Regions from separate parts of the Sus scrofa genome. Here region 1 is linked to region 2. A link is a contact called in public HiChIP or PLAC-seq data. All regions are on one chromosome and are shown on one strand. The core of a region is the stretch at or near the end of the contact, and the rest is flanking DNA. Distances in the headings are between cores, read along the strand shown. Region 1 has its middle 69 kb from the start of SYN3. Region 2 overlaps LOC106510287 (a long non-coding RNA gene).

Evidence for each region. HiChIP or PLAC-seq counts read pairs in DNA pulled down with a chosen protein or histone mark.
Region 1: an H3K27ac HiChIP or PLAC-seq map of skeletal muscle shows a contact between it and region 2, with 2.1 times the contacts expected there. The contact joins two enhancer-like sites. A contact is called at or near these places in 7 of 47 Hi-C or Micro-C datasets (embryonic fibroblasts, fetal skeletal muscle, fibroblasts and 3 more) and 1 of 2 datasets of contacts at active chromatin or transcription factors (skeletal muscle).

What each region holds. Positions count from the first base shown.
Region 1 is chr5:11,944,857-11,951,714 of Sscrofa11.1, forward strand. No RefSeq gene overlaps it. Among named protein-coding and RNA genes, the nearest start is that of SYN3, 69 kb to the right of the region's middle. Within about 2 kb of position 4,500, at least 20 of the 83 cell types and tissues checked have an H3K27ac peak or open chromatin away from gene starts, as enhancers often do. A contact at or near this core is called in fetal skeletal muscle and skeletal muscle, where this site is marked.
Region 2 is chr5:11,904,659-11,911,203 of Sscrofa11.1, forward strand. It overlaps LOC106510287 (a long non-coding RNA gene), which reads right to left. Exons shown (of 2, transcript XR_001308680.2): 2 at 6,506-6,545. It also overlaps a transcript of RBFOX2 not described here. Among named protein-coding and RNA genes, the nearest start is that of RBFOX2, 99 kb to the left of the region's middle. Within about 2 kb of position 1,648, at least 34 of the 83 cell types and tissues checked have an H3K27ac peak or open chromatin away from gene starts, as enhancers often do. A contact at or near this core is called in fetal skeletal muscle and skeletal muscle, where this site is marked.

The sequences.
Region 1 (6,858 bases), core at 3,250-5,749, 43 kb after region 2:
TAGAAAATAGGGCTGCAGGAGTTCCCGTCGTGGCGCAGTGGTTAACGAATCCGACTAGGAACCATGAGGTTGTGGGTTCGGTCCCTGCCCTTGCTCAGTGGGTTAAGGATCCGGCGTTGCCGTGAGCTGTGGTGTAGGTTGCAGACACGGCTCGGATCCCGAGTTGCTGTGGCTCTGGCGTAGGCCGGTGGCTACAGCTCTGATTCGACCCCTAGCCTGGGAACCTCCATATGCCGCGGGAGCGGCCCAAGAAATAGCAAAAAGACAAAAAAAAAAAAAAAAAAAAAAAAGAAAAGAAAATAGGGCTGCAGAGAAGCATCAGGGTAGCGGCAAGCTTTCATTCTTCAGAGTTGGTGTTTGGGGAGTTGTCTTGGTGGCTCAGTGGGTTATGAACCTGACTAGGATCCATGAGGATATGGGTTCGATCCCTGGCCTCCCTCAGTGGGTTAAGGATCTGGTGTTGCGGTGGGCTGTGGTGTAGGTCATAGATGCGACTTGGAGCTGGCATTCCTGTGGCGGTGGTGTAGGCTGGCAGCTGCAGCTCCGATTCGACCCCTAGCCTGGGAACCTTCATGGTCCGCAGGTGCCGCCTTCAAAAGAAAATAAAAATAAAGTTGTTTCTTCTAGAATTAGAACATCTATGAACTCTCCCACATGGTAACGGGTATTGTGGCAATGGCGATGAGGATCCGGTGCTGCCGCAAGATGTGGCGGAGGCCAGCCGCTGCAGGTGCCACCCTACGAAAGAAAAAAAGACAAAAGCGGAGGAGGGAGAGAACTCGCTCCCTGCCTGACTCCTTGAGCTGAGGGGCTGGTCTTTTCTTGCCTGTGGATGAAGACTTACGTCTCCAGTTCTGATTTTGAGGCTTTTGCTCTCCAGATGGAACCTCACCACAGATTCTCCTGGGTCTGCAGCTCACCAACTATAGATCGGGCACTTCACAGCTCAGAAATGCACGAGCCGATTCCTTATAATAAATTTCTTCATTGCACATATGAAGAATATATGTGATATATAGGATATAGATTATGTATTTATGTATGTATAGATACATATATATGCATGTGTCTGTGTATATGCATGTGTGTTTATATGTATTATGCATATGTATGTATGTGTACACACACACACACACACACACGTCCTATTTGTTCTGTCTCGCAGGAGAATCCCAACATAGCAGCATTCAGTAGCTATTTGTAAAATGAGCAAACGACTGAATGCATGTAACTGGCTTCAGGCGTGGTTCCTTCAGGGTTCTACTCATTCTGTTTCTCTGTTCTCTGGTCTCTGTTTGATTTTGTTCTTCAGGCTAGAGGCCCCCTGCTGTGCCAGGTTCCCTTCCTCCTTATTTGGCCATGTCTGCCCCAGAGGTCTGGCAGAAACGGCCCAGGGAAGAATCTGATTTGCCTGGCATGGGCCCTCGTGCCCATCTCTGAACCAGTCGCTATAGTCAGCCAAATGCGATGAGTTCCCAATGGGCAAGAACGGAGAGGGAGCTAGGGAGACAAAAGAACAAACGTCCATAACAGAGGGCTTCCTGGAGGAGGCGGCCTTTGAGTCTGGCCTTAGAGAATGGTTAGGACTTGGCCATGATGTCCGGGCTTTCTACAACTGAATCCTGTCCTCCTGTCCAGCCTCACCTCCTGTTCCTCACCCCCCTGCACCCTATGATCCAGCCATTCCCTGCTTCCTAAGCCCAGTCCCTGACTTATTATTATTATTATTATTACTTTTAATGTCTTTTTAGGGCTGCTTTTGTGGCATATGGAAGTTCCCAGGCTAGGGGTCAAATTAGCTGTAGCTGCTGGCCTACCCCACAGCCACAGCAATGCGGGATCCGAGCCACATCTGCGACCTACACCACAGTTCACGGCAACGCCGGAATCCTTAACCCACGGAGCAAGGCCAGGGATCGAACCTGTGTCCTCATGGATACTAGTCAGATTTGTTTCTGCTGAGCCACCACGGGAACATCCCAGTCCCGGTTTCGACGCTGCTATGCCTTTGTCCACCTTCCTGCCTATAGCTAATACTCCCTTATTTTTCAGACACAAGGAGCATTCTACACACCCCTGAAGTGCCACAGCCCCTGACAAGGAAGAGGCACTCGGCAAATATCGTTGAGCGAATTAATGAATGAGTTACTTTTAATCAACCAGTGGATAAAAATCCTTCTTCCCTTGGAGCTATAATAAGAGTCATATTTAATGTTCTGCTGGGACCAGGGGGATGGGGGCCTGGAAGAAGGTGTCTACATGATGCTGGGGCTCTGCAAGGAGGCCTTCCTGGAGGAGGTGCCATGTGAAAAGGTTGGCTTTGCACAGCTGAGGATGAGTAGGGGAAGGTGAGTCCACAAGACTTGAAACAGGAATGTCACATGGTTCGGTCAAGGGCAGAATGGCAGGAAAGAGTCTTTCTTTGGGGTTAGGTATCAAGCTTGTGTTGGCCTTTGTTGAAAGAAAATCTCTCGGTGGGGAGATGGGAGGGGTTGAATTCCACCAGTGACCCTTCAGACAGGTCAGGAGGGAAAATGATACCCAGGACAACTACATTTTGAGAGAGGGGCAAGTGGACAGAAAGTTCTAGAACCCAGGGTAAGTTTCCAAGGCACTCCAGCTAAGTCAAAGGCAGAAGGGGATCCTAGGCCCTCGGGAAAGAGGTCCTAAGTGCTTATGCATATACGTATATATGTGTGTAGGCAAGGTGCACACTTGACAGTTTACAAAGGAATTTCCCATCTGTTATTTACCTGATCCTGGGTGGTAAGCATTCCCTTATTCAGCATATATTTATCAAGTGCCTCCTGCTGACGGTGATCTAAATGAACCTCCTTAACAAAGGACTGGGAGCCGTGCTGGGCCCTGGCAGGCCAGCAGTGCATGCTTGTGGTGTGGTGCTAGGAGTGGGGTTGGTATAGCTGCTATTATCAGCATGAACTTGGCTTTGGACCAGACAGTGCACAGACAAGACATGTTCTCATGAGCCTCCCAGGCCATCAGGGAGAGGGACCTTATTCACCGATTACCTAACATAGTAAAAACTCTAAACATTTCAACTCAGATATTTGAAAAAAGGTGGCTTATTTATTACTGAGACCAATAGCCCGCATGTGCATGAAGTGTTTACTCAATCTTGTACCAGGCATAGCTTTAGGTATTTTACCTAGTTTAAATGTCACCCGAGGAGGTAGGTACTGTTACGAGTACCATGTAGCGGATGAAGAAACTGAGCCACAGAGAGGTTAAGTAACTTGCCTGAAGTCACCCAGCAAGCAAGCAATGAGACCAGAGTTCAAACTCAGTAGTCTGACTCCAGCATCTATCTCCGCCCCCTCTTTTTTAGGGCCACACCTGTGGCATATGGAAGTTCCTGGGCTAGCAGTCATATCAGAACAGCTGCCAGCCTATGCCACAGCCACAGCACGGCCAGATCCAAGCTGCATCCATGACCGACGCCACAGCTTTCAGCAATGCTGGATCCTTAACCCACTGAGCGAGGCCAGGTGGATACCAGTCGGATGCTTAACCCGCTGAGCCACAATGGGAACAGAATCTATTTCCTTGACGCCTGTGCTATATTACCTCTTGCTTGTAAGCCCCCTGCTCTGTGTGGGGGGGCAACTTAGATGAGCCAATTAATGGGATCGCAATATTTTCTCGTGCTTGTACCTCTGGTTACACACACACACACACACACACACACACACTTTGCCCTTACCGCTGTGCTTTCTCCTCTCCAGGATGGTACCCAGGTACAAGGGAGGAGAGAGGAGACAGGAGATGTGCCCCTGGATAGGACCAGCTGAAAAATATATTATTTAATAATTTTACAGGGAGTTCCCATCATGGTGCAGCAGAAATGAATTTGGCTAACATCCATGAGGATGCAGGTTTGATCCCTGGCGTCGCTCAGTGGGTTAAGGATCCAGCGTTGCCATGAGCTGTGGTGTAGGTCACAGACGCGCCTCGGCTCTAGCATTGCTGTGGCTGTGATGTAGGCGGGCGGCCACACCGCTGATTCGACCCCCAGCCTGGGAACCTCCATATGCCGAGGGTGCGGCCCTAAAAGACAAAAAACATTTTTTTCCGACCATTATGCAGTTTACAGCTACAACTGTGAATCTTGCTACATAGGCCGACCAAGCGAGTCTAGAAGCTGGTCTTGTTGGTGAGGCAGGCCTCTGTGAAGGAGAGACTGGCACGATGAAGGGAAAACCACTCCAGGCCAAGGTGGTCCGAGAGAGGCCGACCCGGGAGTGGGACCAAACTGCGCCCACCGGCTCCTACTACCAAAGTCAGAGACCCAGAGGTGCCGCCCCAACAGCCCAAGTGGTTCTGGGACAGGACGGAGCACCTGCTCTAACTCGGAGCTCCCCCAACCCTAAGACTCCCCAGAGAAGCAAACCCTGGCTGCCCCACGAGCCGGCACAACTGTTTGCCTTGGCTTCTCTGGGCTGGGCTATGGTGACTAATTTTAACTGACCCTGCTGATTCATCGGGGACGGCGGAGCACCCCTCCCCCACCCCACCCACCGCGCCCCAAGCCACAACCACAGGGCCTGCTGAAGCGCGGCCAAAATTCTTCAAGTTCAAAGTCATTCCCGATCCAAGCTCCAAGCCCACATTCCAACCACAACCATGACCAATCCCTTGCACAGAATTTCTGACCCGGCTAAACGGATCTTCTCAGGGTTTCCTGACTATTCACAAGCATTCCTGCTTCCCTCTCTCTCTGACCACCCTCCAGCTCTCTATTCAGATGTCGCCTTTTCTTTTTTCTTTTCTTTTTGGCTTCTTCCTTGGCATGCAGAAGTTCCTGGGCCAGGGATCATCAAACTGGCACCACAGCAGTGACCCGAGCTGCTGCAGTGACAAGGCTGGGTCCTTAACCCACTGCACCACAAGGGAACTCCCTGCCTTTCTCATCATCACAGAGGGTGCTAGCCCTCGCCCCTGCCCCTCTCCCCATCACCCAAGTATTTTATCAGTGGTCATAAATCTTACCTGGAGGAGGGTGATCCAAACAACTTTAACAAATCCAGAGCATCTCTGGATCTGGCAGGTATTACAGCATGACTTATAGGAATATTTCATTCCCAGTTCCTCTTCCTCATCTCTCCACTAAATTATAAACCATTTTATCACCTCGGGCCATGAGTGTGGCCGACACAATACTGTGTGTCCCCCAAGCCCACTTCACTTCCCCCAGGTCTATGGAGATTTCATTCCCGCCTCGTGGCGGTGACCTGGCTATGGGATATGGCTGGAAAGGATGAGTCTCCCTCTCAGATACAGTCTTCTGCTGTTTACTTGCTGGATATGGAGGGATCAGTGGTCTCTGAAGTCCTTGGAGATGGAGGCTGGGTCCCTGAATCACTGTGTGGAGCAGAGTCCTCCCCCCAACTTGTACTGGATAGTGAGGTGAAGGAGAACTAGACCCATGCAGCCACCATGAAGACCTAATAAGGGAGTGCCCATCATGGCTCAGCAGAAAGGAATCTGACTAGTTTCCTTGAGGACACGGGTTCAATCCCTGGCCTCACTTAGTAGGTTAAGGATATGGCATTGCCATGAGCTATGGTGTAGGTTCTAGACGTGGCTCAGATCTGGTGTTGCTGTGGCTATGGCATTGGCCAGGGGCTACAGCTCCAACTCCAACTCAACCCCTAGCCTGGACACATCGATATGCAGTGGTGTGGCCATAAAAAGACAAAAAAAAAAAAAAAAAAAAAAGATCTAGTAAGCCACCGAGAGTTGGGGGCTGTTTGTTACAGCAGCTAGTGCTGTAATATACAAATGTACCCATATTTGTGGTTCAGCCCTCACCCAGGCCTGGTGCATAAGAAGTCTTGAACATTTGTCTTCACTTCCCACCTGGCTTCTCTCCCATCCCATCCTCCATAGGCAGACCTGACCCTGTCACTCCCCTCTCCATAATCTCTCAGGGCCCCCATCACCCTTGGAAGACTCCTTCTCCAGCTCCTCTTCCCTTCCCAATCTTAAATGTTGGGGGTGTTCCTTGGGGTCCTTCTCTTCTCTGCTCCCCTCTGGGGCTCTCTGCTACTTCCACGACACTGACAGCTCAGCCCTGGCCCTCTGTTTGATGGGGCAAACTGAGCGCTTGGGACAAAGCTCCAAATGGCTAGATAAATCCAGGGTGTTCTGTGCTGCAGCTCCAGGAGGGGGTGGTTGTGAGGGCAAGGCATCTCTTAACGGGATCAGGGCATTAATTCTCAAGGAATAAGTCCAAGTCACGCTCAAGGAAAGAACAAGAATATCTCCTGTTTCCCAAAGGGTTTGTTTGTTTGCTTGCTTGCTTTTTAGGGCTGCACCTGTGGCATATGGAAGGTCCCAGGCTAGGGGTGGAATTGGAGCTGTAGCTGCTGGCCTACACCACAACTACAGCAATGTGGGATCTGAGCTGCATCTGTGAGCTATGTGTCTACACCACAGCTCACAGCAACACCTGACCCTTTAACCTGCTGAGTGATCAAACCTGCATCTTCCTGGATACGAGTCAGATTCCTTTCCCCTGCACCACAACGGGAACTCCCCAAAGGGTTTTTTAAGAAAGAAATTACTCTTTGCTGGGGTGAGTTGTGTTTAATATTTGAAAGACTGGGGGAGGGGGCCGCTGCAGCCTGGGACTGTGGGTGGATCGTTCACTTTATTTCCAGGCTTCCACTGCCCTGTCCCGGGAAGCAGACCCCATGGCCTCCTTCCTGGAAGAGATTTCAGTAGCTAAGACCTGGGCTTTGGTTGTTTTTAAAAGGAGGGGAAGAGGAATTTGGAAAGGAGTGGGCGGAGAGGGTAGGGGACACTGCTGCAAGATGCTGGAGAGAGACAAAAGCAGCA
Region 2 (6,545 bases), core at 398-2,897:
AAAGTGCCCAGAGAGCCAGTTGAGTTTCCTTGTCCCAGACAGGCGGACCTACTGAGTCTCTGAGCTTTTCAGCCCAGATCTTTGCAAGGCTAGAAATGCCACCGACCCCCCCCCCAACTTTTCCCCCCATCCCCGCCCCCATGGCAGGGATGGAACCATCCCTACATGCCACATGCAGTTTCTCCGGCCCCCTCCCGTTGCCATGGCAAAACAGGTACCTTTGGGGCACGGGGCATCACATGGGATGCTTGTGTTATCAACCACCTCACCTTCCTCCCCTCCTCACCCCCCCCCCAGAATCACTTCCTAGGACACCCGAGCTGCTTGCCCAGGGTCCTGTTTCCCTGCAGCCTCCAGAGAAGCACCCAGGGCTTTGTGACAGTCTCTACTCCCCTCCCCTTCTTGTTAAGAATCATATTGTATAGTAGCTTTCAGACCATACAGTATTCATTGGGTTATTCCTATTATTATCAAGTAGCTGGAATTGTGAAGGTCGGAGTAGTTAGAGCTTTAGCTTTTATTCCTTATTTTTTTGTATTACTATCCATGTGTATAAATTATTGATCATGTTGCTGGCTTTTATAAACTCTAAGCGAAGGAGGAGCACCGCCTCTGCCTTTGCAAATGGTAATGAAGCACTGTTTTTAAATAAAAGAGAGAAACACCATTCTCTGGCCTGCTTGTGTTGGTGCTACGAGACGTTGCCTCCTCCTGCAGCTCAAAGATGGAACTTGGATTTGACTTGTAAGATGGAAAAAAGGCGGCGAAGGCACCGCTCCCCCGAAGAGGTGAGGGGGTGGGAAACGCAGCCCAAGGCCGGGGCCTCGGCGCCCGCCCTTTGGCTCCTCCAGCCCGGGAGCTCCGGCCCTGGCAGGGGCTGCTTCCCCGCTGCTGCCTCTCAAACCTGCAGCTCCGCTTCCCCTGCATCCGCTCCTGGCGGGCGCGCCGCCACGCTCCCCAGGGGGCGCTCTCCCTGTCACCTCTGCCCCGGCTCCCACTGCCACCGAGGCTCCTGGGCCTTTGGGCTTCTTCAGCCACCCCCTCCTGCGTTCGTTTCCCTGCCAGTAATTCCCAAATCTCTGAAATTCCCCCTGAATCTCCGACTCCCAAATGCACGCAGTCACCTCTCTTCCTAGTTCCGGGCGGAGGGGTGGACCGTCCCCATCCCCCTTCTGCTACCAGACCTAGACCCCTGCTGGAACCCACTCCCGTCCCTCCCCGTCCTTCCCGTTCGGCCGGGAGAGGCGGCTTCCGTCGGGAGCTGACCCCACACCTGCGCACCCGCCGTCCTTCCCACCTTCTCGGGAGCTTGGCCCCTACGTCCCTCCCTCCTGGAGGCGAGCGTTCTCCTTCTTCTAGTCCCTGTGGCGTCGAAACCTGCAAATCATTTCGCACGATCCCAGCCCTCCCCTTCGTGACACACTTCTGGAATGCGTTTCAGCAGCCAGTTCCCGGCTCTTCGCCCCGAGGCCGCCCGGCCTCTCCCTCCAGGCCCCTGAAGCTGCCCCCTGTGACAGCGGATGGCGCTTCCCCGGGCGCCGGACCTTCCCAAGGGACGCAGATGGCGACAGGCCCAGGGGAGCGAGTCCCTCCGCTGCTGCCCGCTCCAAAGCTGGCGGGTCTGGCCTGGTCCCTTCCGCCGCAGCAGCCCCGCCTGGTCTGCTCTCCACACCCGCTGCAGTAGTAACTGGATCCTGTCCGGCCCTGTGCAAGGAGTGGTCCCCGTCCTTATTCGGGCTCTGAGGTCCTGCGGACCGCGCTCCCCGATAGTTTATCCCCCACGGGTCTCCTTGCACCAGATCGGAAGCGCCTGGAGGCCGGCTGCTTTGTTTTGTTCACTCCAGTGTCTGCAACGTACAAGCATAAATAATGCAGGGTGATACCCGCCCTCCCCGAATGGCCACCCCTGGTGATGCAGGGGATGCCGAGCGCCCCTCCCCGTGCTCTCCCACCCTCTTCATCTTCCTGGCAACCCCGTGGCAGGTGCTGGGAGGCCTCTTGCGGGTCCCCGGCGCCCAGGCTTCCTGCTGGCTGCACCAGGCAAGCCAAGCCCAGACTGCGCTTTCCCAGGACTTTTCTGGGGGTGGTGTTTACAGCGCGTAATCTTGAGGAAAGAGGGGTGTGTCCTGGGACAAAGATTCCACCTGCTCTGGAAGCATGGCTGCGCCTGGCTCAGGGCCCCTCAGCCGCAGAATGCGGGGTGCCGCACCCATTCCTCGGTATCCACAGTCCCCCCCTCCCCCCGCCTCCACCCACATATTGATTGATGCTCACGCTGTGATGGACGGGGTGATAAATTCCTCTGACTTTGCCCCTGACCCAGAGTCCATGAAACAGCAATAGCTGCAGTCAACAGCTGCAAAAGCAGCGATGGAATTCCAGACCCAGCAGTGTTATTGCACGTGAAAGAGCAGGGAGCCGAGGAGAGAGGCGATGCCCTTTCACAGGGGTGGGCAGCGGCAGAACTGGGGTGCCAGCATCCGTGGTGCCCTTCCCTTCAGAGCGCTGGTATTACTAGGGCTTCCCAGGCAGAAACCCGAGAGCTGGCATTTGGTCCTCTCTCTAGCTGCCCCCCCAGCCCCTTTTATAGGGTCTTCTTCCTCCACCTCTTCCCTCAGAAGGGTTCCCCAGGTAGAACTCGCTCCCTCCAGTCCCCTGAAAAGGCCAATTCTGCCTTGAGACTAAAGGCAGAGTCCATAAAGCTCTGCAAAGTCTAGGCCTGCCCAGCTGCCATCCCAGGCTCCTAACATTCAATATGTTGGCATCATCTTTCTATCCAACTCTTCATTTCCCTCGATCGGTAAAGTGGGGCAAGAGTTAACAATAACCATGTTAAAACACTAAAGGATAAAGAAAGAAAATGGGGGGAAAAATCTTGCTCAAAAGAAGGTGCCCCACCCCCTTTGCCTTGGGCGTGTGCAGATTCTTGGTCACCTTTTGCTCTTGCATTGGCTGGTTCTCCTGAGCCCAGCGCCGGATTCTAACAGCACCCCTGGAGTTCTCTGGTAGCCTAGTGGTTAAGGACGCATAGGCGTTTTCACTGCTGTGGCCTGGGTTCGATCCCTGGCCCAGGAATTTCCACAGACCTGGAACATGGCCAAAAAATAAAAATAATAGTCCCTCTGTGACTCAGCAGTTAATGAACCCGACTAGGATCCATGAGGATGCTGGTTCAATCCCTGCCCTTGCTCAGTGGGTTAAGGATCTGGCGTTGCTGTGAGCTGTGGTGTGGGTCGAAGACGCAGCTCGGCTTGGACCCTGAGTTGCTGTGGCTGTGGAGTAAGCCAGCAGCTGTAGCTCCAATTCGACCCCTACCCTGGGAACCTCCACATACCTCCAGTGTGGCCCTAAAGTAGAAAAATAATAATAAAAATAATAGCAAGATCCCCCTGTGGCACAGAGGGATCGGTGGCATCACTTCTGCAGCGTCAGGATGCAGGTTCAATCCCTGACCCGGCAAGTGAGTTAAAGGATCCCACGTTACTGCAGCAGCTTGGATCTGATCCCTGGCCAAGAATTCAAAACTCCATTTGCTGCAGGGCCCTGCGGCCAAAAAAAGGGAAGAAGAAAAAAAAAAAAAAAAAAGCTCTCCTGACTCTAGGACAGCTCGGCAACCCCCGAGCTCCCTGTTGGTGTCACAGAATTGCCTGTCGGTGTGGGAAATCCTGCACACCTGTGCACAGACACACACACCCCTTGGAATTAGGTCCAGAAACCCAAAAGACGAGGCATCTTGGTTTTCAGCCCTTGCTGATATCATGCCAGCGGCCTCCCCTGAAGATACACTCACTGCCCCCTACCACCTGTGACCTCCAGCAAAGTGCAGGTGAGACCGCGTCCATTCAAATGACTGAAGAAGCTAAGCTCAGCAGACCATGAACTGGTCCTCTTTTTAAAAAATTCTTTAATTTGAACATAACTATTAGCTCCTCTTTCCGCTTCATAAAACAGTATTTCACATCTCAGAAAACTTGAAAAATACAGAAAGGTCGCAAAGAAAGGGGGAAAGTAACCAAAATTAGCTCTAACTCGCCATCACTACCGTGGAACCTTGCGCTGCTTCCTTGCAGGGTTTTCTGGTTTGGGTTTTTCTCTTCCCAGGTGTGGGGCATGCGCTTCTCCCCGTCAGGTTTTAAGTGAGAAGATATATGTACAAGTTTCATCCTGCTGCCTTCCCCTAACTTGATAAAATAAACATTTTCCATGTGAAGCAGTTATTGACTCTCGTGAACGTCACTTGATCGCTACACAATGTTCCCTCGAGTGGGTGAATAGTGTGTGTTTAACGGGTCTCCTAGCATTGAAACACGTCAACAGAGTCCAGTTTTTCACAAGTGTAAATTCTGTCGCCATAAAGGCATAACTGAGTCATGGCTCTTCTCAAATCATTGGCTTTTCCTTGCAGGACACTGGGGATGTAGGTCAGAGCTCAGCTTGGGCTGCAGGTTCCGTGATGAAGATCCCATTGGATGAGGGATGGGAGCATGGAGCCGGTGAGAAGTAACATCTCAAGGCATAGTTTGTTTTAAAATAAGGGGCTTCTTCGAGTTCCCGGTATGACACAGTGGGTTAAGGACCCGATGTCTCTGAGAAGAGGAGGGCTCGCTCCCTGGCTTCACTCAGTGGGTTAAGGATCCATTGTTGCTGCAAGGTCTCTGGTGTAGGTCTCTGGTGTGGCTTGGATCTGGTGTTGCCATAGGCAGCTGCAGCTCTGATTAGACCCCTAGCCCGGGAAGTGCCATATGCCACAGATACGACTGTGTAAAAATAAATAAAAATTTTTAAATGCGATAAAGGGGCTTTTAAAATTATGAATGTCCTGTGCAGTTATGTACGGTTGTGTTCGCATGTGTCCTGACACCCGTTTAAGTTCACATGAATGGGGAGGTCGCCCTGCTCTCCAGCCCCATCTGTACACACAGAGAATCTGGTCTCTGGCAAACTCGCCTTCCATGCCACCTCTTTCTGGCATCCCCAGAGGTGAGCAGCAACCACGGCAGGTCTCCCAGTGCCATCGCTGTTGGGAGCATCTTTGCAAGTGGAAGGTTCCCTGGAGACAGCTTGGCCCAGAAGGAAGTGGGGTACTCGCCGCCGTAGCATCATCTGTAGCTGAACCCGGAACCTCCCAGAAGGTTCGCCTGAGCGCCCAGTCATTCCAGGGCTGGGTGAGGTTGTGCGTTCCCATCCCACACCCCTTTCCTGTTTGTTCAGGTGACAGCTGGGCCTGGCACGATGCCCAGCATAGAGGGGCTCCATTGATATGTGGGCATCGGATAATTTTGAATGGTCCCTCTGGCTGGAAATGTGCCTGGGCCACAGGCAGAGAGGGCTCCGTGAGGTGACGGGCAGAGGCCCAGGCCTAGGACTCTATGGGTGGGAACAGAATCCAGAGGTACTGGCTTCTCACCACCAGGGGCCCCCTGACTCGGGAGAAGGTGGAAGCCCCCCATCCCTACCATTTACCCCTCCTCCTTGTTAAAGGGCTTATCTGGGGTCCATTCCCCTGCTGGGCCCCAGCGCCACTATCTTTCCCACGAAAATACAGGAGATACAGGACTCATCTGCCAAAGGGTCCGTGACAGTCAAGGGAAGAGGCAGCCAAGGCCCTGTGGCAGGTGGATCCGGGATCTCACAGTTCCCCCCCCAAATCTGTGCCCGGTTATTATGCTACAACATGTAACAGTATATTGTGCAGTGGAGGCCGAAGAAAGCACCTCACGCCTTAATGCACTTGTCCCCAAACTCAAGGGCTCAATCGCAAATCCTTGAAAACGCCCCCAAATCAGGGTCATGTCCCAGATCAATGAAATTCTTATTGCTGGAGGTAGGATGAACCCACTCATGAGTATTTTGGAAGCTGCCAGGTGATTCTGACACGGCAGACAAGTTGGGGAATGTGTTCGTAAACCCTGAGCCCGTCACAGGCCTGTTGAATGAACGGAGTTCCTTTGTGGCTCAGTGGTTAATGAACCTGACTAGTATCCATGAGGATGCAGGTTCGATCCCTGGCCTTGCTCAGAGAGTTAAGGATCCAGTGTTGCCGTGAGCTGTGCTGATGGTCAAAGATGCTGCTCAAGAATGTTGCAATGGATGCGACGCTGGGTGCAGGCCCAACACAGAAGCCAAGGGATTATCTGCCACATTTGCACCATCACTGAGTCAACCCCTCTTTCAAGAGGAAAAAGCTGGTCCTGGGAGGCGGTGAGGTGACTTTTCCTAGATTACAAGCCAGTTAGTGATGGCATTAGGGTAAGAACCTAGGTCTGCAGCCTCCCAGAAGCCTCTAGTCTGCTCCCTCTCCTGGTTAAGGACAATATTCTCCTGAGAAAGGAAAAATCTCTCTGCCTTCAGCCAAGGGGGCAAGAAACACGCCCACAGGCACCTTGGAAGTGACCCAGTCAATGCCAGCCCAAGCCAGGCTCGTCGGCTGGCAGCACATGGAAAGGACTTTGTGCCTGGCCATCTCAGGATTAACAGGGGCTGGGGGAGGAGTCCAGGGGTGGAGGGAGGGGCCAAGGACACGGATACAAAGAATAGATTGTTCC